Linked DNA regions of Mus musculus: region 1 is linked to region 2. The links are chromatin contacts, called in public targeted proximity ligation maps. All regions are on one chromosome and are shown on one strand. The core of a region is the stretch at or near the end of the contact, and the rest is flanking DNA. Distances in the headings are between cores, read along the strand shown.

Region 1 (4,618 bases), core at 2,046-4,545, 160 kb after region 2:
TGCTTGAGTCTTTAATAAAAGTGAATGAATAACATTGTGAGGGAGGGAAGCAGTAATGTAGAAGTCTGGTGGTAGAAGAGTTAGAAGAAACAGATGTAATGTTGAATGTTAGTTTTAGACTTTTGTTCAGAGATGATTATAAGAGTGATTAAATTAGGAAGGTAAAGATACCAGAAGAATTATTTTGCGATAGAACTAAGGCAGTCAAACTCCACATGCCTACACTTAAAAGGGGAAAGTAAGGATCAAAGTAGAAAGCCTAACAATTAGTCAGAAAAGCATATTACATCAGGCAGCAGGAGCCGATAGTAGAGAAAAGTTAAACAAGGAGAAAATAATTAACCACGTTGGCTTGGGAAAGAGAAGAGAAAATGGCAAGTCTAAATGAATGCAAACTGAGCAGGCATTTCCCAGAGGGTGTGGGCTGAGGACCAGAACATTTGCAAAAGTGTTGAGAGATTAAAATATAAGGTCCTAGATGACTAATCATAGTGTATTATTGTTAGTTAGTTTTCATCTTCAGGTTAAGGAGCAGGGCTCAGACTCTGGAGACCACCAAGAATGTAACAGCAGAATGGAAATAAGGTCAGACGGGGAAGAGCAACATTTTGCTCAGGCTGCAGATGTCCCGATTTCAAATAAAGCGCAAAAGCCCTAGGTTTGGGAGAAGAGGAGAGACTGATTGATCCTGAGGGTGGATGGCTGGGGAAGGTAAGGGGGAACTTGGCGAAACCAACACTCTTATGTCCACTGTGTAGGACTTTGTGATAGTCTTACAAGCACTGTCTCATGGACCCTATTAAATGTCTTTACACACACTTCAAATTGTACGAGCATGAAATGAAGATCAGACTGGTGAGGGGATGTCAGGTTGACAGATTCAACTAATTTATTAGCAAATTCTCCTGCAGACAAAAGTGGGTATGCTTGCCCTCAAGAGGCTACCCTTCACCATGGCCAAAGCTCAGAAGAGCAGCTGTACCTCACTAATTCACTAGGTTCTGGGACAGTGATGAGGGCACAGGGCACAATGTGAAGGGAACAGTGACAGTAGGCATCCTGGAAAAGGAGAAGAAACACTAGATTTGTTTTTTAAGTTATCCATTTTACATCCTGCTCAAAGCCCTCCTCCTTGGCACCCTCCCCTCCTACATCCCTTTCTCCATTTCCCCTCCCCTTCTCCTCTGAGTGTATCCTCCCACCCTGGCACTTTAAGTCCCTATGAAGCTTCCTTACCTACTGAGGCCACACAAGACAACCCACCTAGAAGAACTTATTCCAGGTACAGGCAACAGCTTTTGGCATAACCCCTTCTCCAGTTGTTTGGGACAGATTTCTTAGAGAAGACAGTCTCTTGGTCTTCTCCAGAATTGAAGTAGGGCTTTCTTTCTGTGATGTTCTGGCCTTGCTGAAAAAGGTGACTTCCAGATGATAGAATAATATGTCTTAGCTTATGTCTTCAGCCAACAGTTCACACGGGAACTGTAGAACTCACAACAGTAAAGAACAAAGGGGCCTTGTACACTCTGAGAAGCACTGGAGAGCCAGGATTATTAAACAGGTGGCTTATGTCTTCTTTGGAATGGGATGAATAGCAGTTCTTCAGGGAATGCCAGGAATGATGTGGGTTTACAACCTTTGCTCTTTGATGAAACAGGCTCTGCCCATATCTCCCAGAATTTGTTTTTACTTATCATTGCAGACTCTTACCTTAAACTGTGAGCACTGCTTTTAGACCATAAACCCCGCCCTCATGAGGGACGTTACCTGTACCTTACCACAGCCTTTACCACAGGAGGCTGATGTTATCTTAGGGCGAGGCAATGCTGAAACCCACAGGCATCACTTATCCCTCAGTCAAGCTCCCTAGAGCCTAAGTCTTGGGCACTATCTCTTAGTCAACAGTACCCGTTCTTGTGGAAAAAAAAAAAAAAGCCAGGTGTGCTTTGTAAAGGACCTCAATGTAACATTACATTGTTGTGAGCTTGGGCCTGAGTTCATTGCTATCTGAAAACCTTTTGTTCCAAAATTGTGCTGTGCTTCACTATGGCTAAAGTAAAACAATCTAGGCTAGACCAGCACCAGTTACAACAAAATGGGGCTGAGCTGAGTTTTATTCATCTCTTCCTAAATTGTTTTGTTGTTGCTGTTGTTGTTTTGTTTTTCCTGCCTGCTGTGAAACCTGCAGGGAATTACCACACCACAACCCTCTGATGTGACAGTGGCTCACACTGTCTCCCTAGGTTCTTTTTGGCTGACTCCAAGGAAAGAAGGAAGGAAGTTGTCAGCGTGTAGCTGTCCAGTTGCTGCAGCTGGCTCTAGTTCCCCTGTGAAGTTAATTATGTCAAAGTCAGCTTCTGAATTGTGCCTACCCAAGGGCCTGAAAGCCACAGGGACACATGTCTTCATGACTGTGTCTGGAGTGCAGGATTGTTGAAGTCATTCCTGGTGTGTTGAAACTTCTCTGCTTGCTCCTCTCCTGATCTATTACTTTTCTAGAAGTGTCCAGTAACTCCCTGGACACATCTCCTGTTAGAGAAGTCCAGTGGTCTAGAAGAAGGTTAGAAGAGATGAGGAAGGCTCTAAAGGGAGTATCAATTAACCAGCGAGTGCTGAAATCCTGTGTGCAGGGGTTTTTTTCCCCAGAGGCTGAAGAGTTACTGGGGGAAAAAGTATGAATAACAAAGTACCAAAAATACTGTAAAATGATCAATTGTTACAATTGATTATACATTACAGTGTGCTCAGTAATGTATTAGCCTATAATAAAGTAATATATCAAAATCCAAGGTCATGATTACTATTATCATACTTTACTCTGCATTGTGAAATGTTTTATTCATCAATACTACTATGACTTGCAATATCATTAGTAATCAAGAAAGTTCATTAAATAGTAGTTAGAAGGAAGACAGGTCTTTAAGAAAAACTTTCATCTTTTTTCCCTTTTTTGATTAGATATTTTCTTTATTTGTTTTTCAAATGTTATCCCCTTTCCTAGTTTCCCCTCCAAAAACTTTCTCTCATCTTAATAGGTTTTCCCAGCATGTTGCTGTTCTTTGTTTAACTCATAAACAACTAAAGTTCAAGAAAGTGAACTTGGGCATTGCATGCAGCTAGTGGGTGTTGCAACTCACTACCTCACCCCTCACTCTATCAAAACTGGTTCAATTAGTAATTTTTCTGAAGTTACTGGGACTTTCTGATATAGGAAGTACAGGCACAATAACAGTCCTCAACCTGTTAAGCACCACTTCCTGTGCAGTGAACACAGAAGAAGGAAGGGCTGGAGACAGTTACAAGTTCACAAGAAGGAACCAAGGATCAGCCTGAGAGAACCCAGAGTTAAGGCTCTTCGGGTTCCTGAGAGCTCGGCTGGAAGTGACTGGGTGACAAGGCACACAGGCTCAGGTAGGCAACCCTGAAGGGACTTCCCTCTGTGTAGCACTCTGTTTCTGGGACTGAGTTACAAGAACTTGCTGATGCTCATGAAAGCAATGGAGACACGGGGGCTCTTTAGAATTAAATGGGCAAAGGCACAGGGCATCTGGCTTACCTCTGTCCTGGCCATTTTAGCTGCATAATCTTGGTGATCACTGACATAAGGAGCAGAACTCTCAGGTCATTCACTGATTAGGCAGCCTAAGGGCTGAGAATAGCACAGAGAACAGAAGGGAGCCAAGATGAGCTCAGAAACCGATTCCCCAGGGAACATGGTCCTTCCACCTAACAAGGGCATGATTGTCAGTATCATGACAAAACTTGAAAAAAGCTTAGGACTCCAGGACTTCTCATATGGGTGCATTCAGCTGCTTCTTCACACTGAAGAGACTTAAACACAGGCTGCCCCTGGCAGGTGGGAAAATAAGGAGAGAACCAGAGTCAGAGACAGCTGTGCCGCCACACACAACTGTGTGTAGGCAACTGGTCAGTAATGAGAACTTTGCCTGTTTATTTAGCATTTATTTGATGTTGCTGTGCAAAGCATCATTACTTCCTCATATACATCAAAGTTTTGATTCTGAATTTGTTACTGATTGTGATTTTATTAATTAATGTAAAGGATTGTTTTCAAGAATAAAAACACTAGATTATGTCTACTAAAATATGATAAAATGTGAGGTGCTAATCCTAAAATTGGCACTATTAGACACACGAAACAGATGCATAGGGTTGCACGTTTTGAGTGGTACATAGCATGGATTGGAAAGCACTGAAGGCTGACTTTAGTACCTCATGGATAGCAAAGCAGCCGGACAGTGCAAGTCATTGAATAAAGACAATGCACTTGTTCTAGGTGAAATTGGGAAAGAGCCAGAGCTACATCTGACAAATTTTGTGTAAACATTTGGGCATAGAAACAGAAACCTGTGGGGATCCAGGATTTCCCTTCCTATGAGGTGTTTATTATCTAAAATCATTGTGGTGTGTTTAACATTTTGAAAAAAATAACTCCTAAATCTGAGATGTGATGGTTTTACATTTCTCTGTACCAGCAGTTTCTTCTGCCAAAGGACAGGTCAAGGATGCCCAAAGGTGCACAGTCTGGGAGGTGGGGGCAGAACTGGGAAGCATGGTTTGTTTTGTTTGTTGTTATTTTATGTTCAAAGCCAAGGCA
Region 2 (5,018 bases), core at 2,171-4,670:
GAGAATATTGGGAATATTTTACCCCAAGACCCAGCTCTACCACTCCTGGGCATATATCCATTATATGTCACACTATACCACAAGGACATTTGCTCAACTGTGTTCATAGCAACTTTATTTATAATACCCAGGAACTGGAAACAACCTAGATGTCCCTCAACTGAAGAATGAATTTTTAAAACGTGGTAAATTTACACAATGGCATATTAATCAGTTATTAAAAACAAGGACACCATGAAATTTGCAGACAAATTGATGGGGCTAGGAAATATCATCCTGAGTGAGGTAACCCAGACCCAGAAAGACATGAATGGTATGTACTCACTTATGAGTGAACATTAGCTATAAAATGCAGCAAAACAATGCTGCAATCCAAAGACCAAAAGGAATTGTATAATAAGGAAGACCCAAGGAAGGATGTGTGACTCTCACTCAGAAGGGGAAACAAAATAGTCATTGGAGGTGGATGGAGAGAGGGAACTGAGTGGGAGAGGGGAGAGGAAAGACACGGGGATAACAATCAGCTGTGGGTAGAGGGAAGCAGGGCAGGACTGGGAGTGAGAATGGAAATTGGTGGGGAGGGGCATCTCTGGGACTAGCTGGAAACATGGGATGGGAAAGACTATGGGGAGTCTATGGGAGAGCCTAGCTGAGATTCCTATCAGTGTGGGATATAGAGACTGAAGTAGCCACTGTTTGTAGCCAGGCAGGACTTCCAGCGGAGAGAAGGGGACATCAACCCATCCACAAAACTTTCAATCCAAAATTTGCCCTACCTAGAAGATGTACAGGAATAAAGATGACTGTAGAGTCTGAGAGAACAGTCAACCAATGACTGCTCCAACTTGAGACCTATTGTATGGGAGAGGGCCCTAACACTATTAATTATATTCAACTATGCTTGCAGACAGAAACATAGCAAAACGGTATTTAGAGACCTTAGAGACTTCATCTAGTAGCCAGTGGTAACTGAGGCAGGGTCCCACATCCAGACATCAGGCAGAGCTCAGGGATTCTTGTGGGAAAGTTAGGGATAGAATTGAGCAAGCCAGGGGGTGTCAAAGGACACCACTAGAAGATCTACATAGTCAACTAACCTGGGCCCATGGGGGTTCACAGAGATTGAACCACCAACCAAAGAGTACACAAGGACAGGACCTAGGCACCTACACATTTTGAGCTGATGTGCAGCTTGGTCATCATGTGAGTCCTCTACATTTGGAGGAGGGCTGTCTTTGACTCTGTTGTCTTCCATTGGATCCCCCTCTCCTACCTGGTTGGGCCTCAGTGGGAGAGGAAGTGTTTAGTAATATTGGGACTAGATGTCACTGGGCAGGGTCCTACCAAGAGGGGCTGTTTCCTTTTTCTGAGGAAAAGGGGAGGAGGTAGTGAGAGGAAGGATATGTAAAGGGGGGAATGGGACAAGATGAGGGAGCTGTGATCAGGATGTAAAGTGAATAAAAAATTTAATCAAAAAATGTGCTTTAAGAACATGAGACTAATTAACCAGTTAATTATGATAGTGACAAAAGTAGTTATAACTCTAATTTCAAAGAGTGGTTTTGGTTTCTTCTACATTTATTCTACCCTGTACTCTTGGTAGAGATAAGGGAATCTTCTAGATTTTGTCTCTTATTTACCCATGTTCCCTTTCCCTTCTTTAATGTTCTTATGACATAGGTGCTAGCAACTGACCTCTGATATTCTGTAAGAGCAGCGACTGCCCTTAACCACTGAGCAGTCTCTCTAGTCCTAAATGTATTTGATCATATCTACTCCCCACTCCATCCCTCCATCTCATCCTCAGGCCCTTCCCAACACATCTCCCTTCATTTTCATGTATTTTTTTAAAAATCCATCGTTTAATATTAGAGAATATGACCTTATAGCTCTTTGAAAGCTAGCCAATAGGGATGAAGCTCCCAGGTCACTAGCAGCTTGATTCAGTCATGTTGGATGGCTCCTGTGTTGTGTCTTCAGTGATAGGGTCTTACTCTCAAGTGTCAAAGTAATCAAGAGCAATGATGAGAGCGTGCTGACATTCGTAAAGGTGTAGCCATCTACTGGGGCATGAAAAACTATCAGTGGACAGCCACCAAAGAAAACGTTTTGTCCTTCCCCCAGGAGCTATGAATTGCCACTAGTTCCTCAGCTAGGGATGGGGCTCAGCAGGGCTCTCTACTGTATGCTAGAAATTTTAACCTGCTTGAACTCCTGCAAGTCCTAAAGACATAACTACAGATTCTGTGATTTAATGTGTATAACAGCTATATGCTGTCTAGAGCACTGCATTCCACAGCACTTCCGGGCCATTTCTTATCCTGAGGTTTAAGATATTTCATCCAGGCTATCAAATCTGTGTGCTAAGCACATGCTGGGAAAGTATGAGCATCTGAATTTGGATCCCCAGAACCTGTGCAAAAATGGAGGTGACCCATCTGTAATCTCAGTCCTTCCTGCTGTGAAATAGGAAGAGAGATAGAAGAGAGATAGGAAGGAGGCAGAAGACATGGAGACTTGGGTCAGCTAACCTGAAATCTATATAGCAGGAAACCAAAAATCCTGTCTCAAGAAAAGTAGAAAGTGAGGACCAATGTCTGAGGTTGTCCTTTGACCTTCACACATATTGTGGCATGTGCATGTACAAATGTATTAACATGAACACAAACGCAGACATGTACCACACATACATTTGCAAAGATAAAAAGAAAAAGAAATTTCTAGTAGTTAAATTCATTATATAAGTTTAATTTTAAAAAGCCTTCTAGAAGTAAATTAAACATTATGAGTTGATTTTTAAAATGGCTAAAATATTTACATGAATAAGAGAATCATATTTGAACTTTCCCACAAATTCAGGATATAACTTGAGTTTAAAATATTAGGCTTGACCAACAATTAATTGTCGATTACTCATTAGAACACAGATTTCTAATGATTAGGTAAGAATCAGAGAAGTCACTCAAGGGTGGCAGGTTCCATTCATCTGTAGACAGATAAGGAGAAGGATGTTTAGAGTTTTAGCTTGATTTGCCTCACATTTGTAACAAGAGCTTACGTTTGAAGACTACAGATGGGGACCCACTTTGGGACAGGGTGTACAAATATGTATCTATCAGTATCAACACAAATAATAGCTTTTATTGTATGTTCTGCTCTGGACACTCTACTGAATGCGTTATTGTACAATTTCATGCCAAACAAGTAGGACAAGCTACCATCACCGTGTAGTGAAGACTCTTATGCCTTCAATGTGTCAGATATCAAAGCCAGCGTTGAGAAATAATCTTCTCCGGAAGAGCATAGGCGGGAGCCAAACCACTTTGCTTTTCTGATCTCATTTTAACTTCCTTTACCTGACCACAAAATTGGGTGTTTTGAATCTGTGACTTCATATTGAATTCTTTCCTAGGAACTGGGAGGGCTGTGAGGGTCACCCGCCGTGCTACTCAGGTTCTGACAGGTGGGTACCACCCAGGAAGCCTTTGTTCAATGCTTTGAAATATTTGCTCACTTTCTGTAATCATCTTCATACTTGGTTTTCAAGTGTCATCTGTGAAATGGCACTCTTTCCTTTTGATCTGGCACAGCTACACCAATTGCTTGATCCTCTTAGCTTTATTTATGTAGTTTCTCTGCCTTATCAGAAACCTGGAAAAAGATCTCCACAAGAGGTTTTTTTTTGTTGTTGTTTGTTTGTTTATGTTTTTGTTTTTCTGGTTTCACCATGGTTACTTCAGGCACGTTTATTATGTATATTTCACATCCTTTCCTAATGGTATTCCTCTGAGATGCTTTATAAATATTTTGGTATTTAAACAAAAGTCTCTATTCAATTCTTAAACAATCAAATGAACATTTTAACTTAAATACACACACACTTTGTTTATAAAATGTTTTACTAGCTATCTTGCTGAATTTCTAATAGCTTTAATTAGTTTTCATTTACTAATTTTTAGCAGTTTGCCATGTATATTTATTCATGTTTAAATAATAGTAATTTAAAGAAGTTAGTTCAAACCTTTTCTTTAATGTTTGCAGAATAGTACCATGGGATATCTCCATTTATACACTGATTTTAATTTTAATAAAGCACATCTACCATTTATCATTAATTATTTAATTATGATACAGGTTTTCAGATCAAGACATATGCCAACACAGCATGACTAATGTTATTCTCCATCGTTGTTTATATGAAGAGTAATTTAGAATAACAGTGAGAGATTATTATTATTTAATCTTTTTTACAGGCCAGTCTTTATTCCTCTCCTAGTCCACCCTCTGACTGTTCCTCATCCCATTCCTCCTCCCACCATCTCCAAGAGGATGTTCCCCTACATCTCACCAGACCTCTCCCCTCCCTGGCGCCTCTCAGGGTTAAGCACATCTTCTCACACTGAGCAGCCAACCCTCATAACCACTGAGCCAACCTTTCAAGTCCCAGCCTTCATTTTATAAATTCCTGTCATATTTTCCGTTAAAAGCATTTATCCATTTACAGTTGCCCACTTTCCATCACTATGGCAAATAGTCGTGACAATTAACGTATAAAGATTTTGCAGTCATCCTCTTCTCTTATTCTTTTTCAGTTTTTCTGCTCCCTGTTTTACAGTGACCCCTGAATCTTGGAAGAAGGGGGTATGACAGATGTCCCATTTAGAGCTTGGAAGCCTTCAGTTCCTTATCATTTGCATTCTGATCAGCTCTTGGTCTCTGTGTTAACCTCTATTTAGGGCAAAAGGAAGCTTCTCTAATAAGGGTTGAGAGATGAACTTTACTCTCATTGGTGTGTTAAACTATAGATATAAGGAGAATGAGAACACAAAGGTGGGTGGGTAAAGAGGGAGTGGGTCTGGGAGAAGTGAGAGTAGGGGTAGATATGATCAAAATACACTGTATGAAACTAGGATGAAGACCAAAGTGTGGACACTGTGCTCCTTCTTAGAATTGGGAACAAAACACCCATGGAAGGAGTTACAGAGACAAAGTTTGGAGCTGTGACAAAAGGATGGACC

The links.
Region 1: a contact with region 2 is called in a targeted proximity ligation map of memory CD8 T cells, with 7 times the contacts expected there. A contact is called at or near these places in 1 of 39 promoter capture datasets (macrophages), 27 of 484 Hi-C or Micro-C datasets (CD4 T cells, CD8 T cells, CD8 central memory T cells and 14 more), 12 of 130 datasets of targeted methods (CD8 T cells, the SCID.adh cell line, Th17 cells and 7 more) and 5 of 9 other capture datasets (adipose tissue, bone marrow-derived macrophages, liver and 2 more).

Annotation. Positions count from the first base shown.
Region 1 is chr19:11,515,264-11,519,881 of GRCm38.p6, forward strand. It overlaps Ms4a6b (membrane-spanning 4-domains, subfamily A, member 6B), which reads left to right and starts at 3,296. Exons shown (of 7, transcript NM_027209.3): 1 at 3,296-3,411.
Region 2 is chr19:11,352,566-11,357,583 of GRCm38.p6, forward strand. No RefSeq gene overlaps it. Among named protein-coding and RNA genes, the nearest start is that of Ms4a7, 19 kb to the left of the region's middle.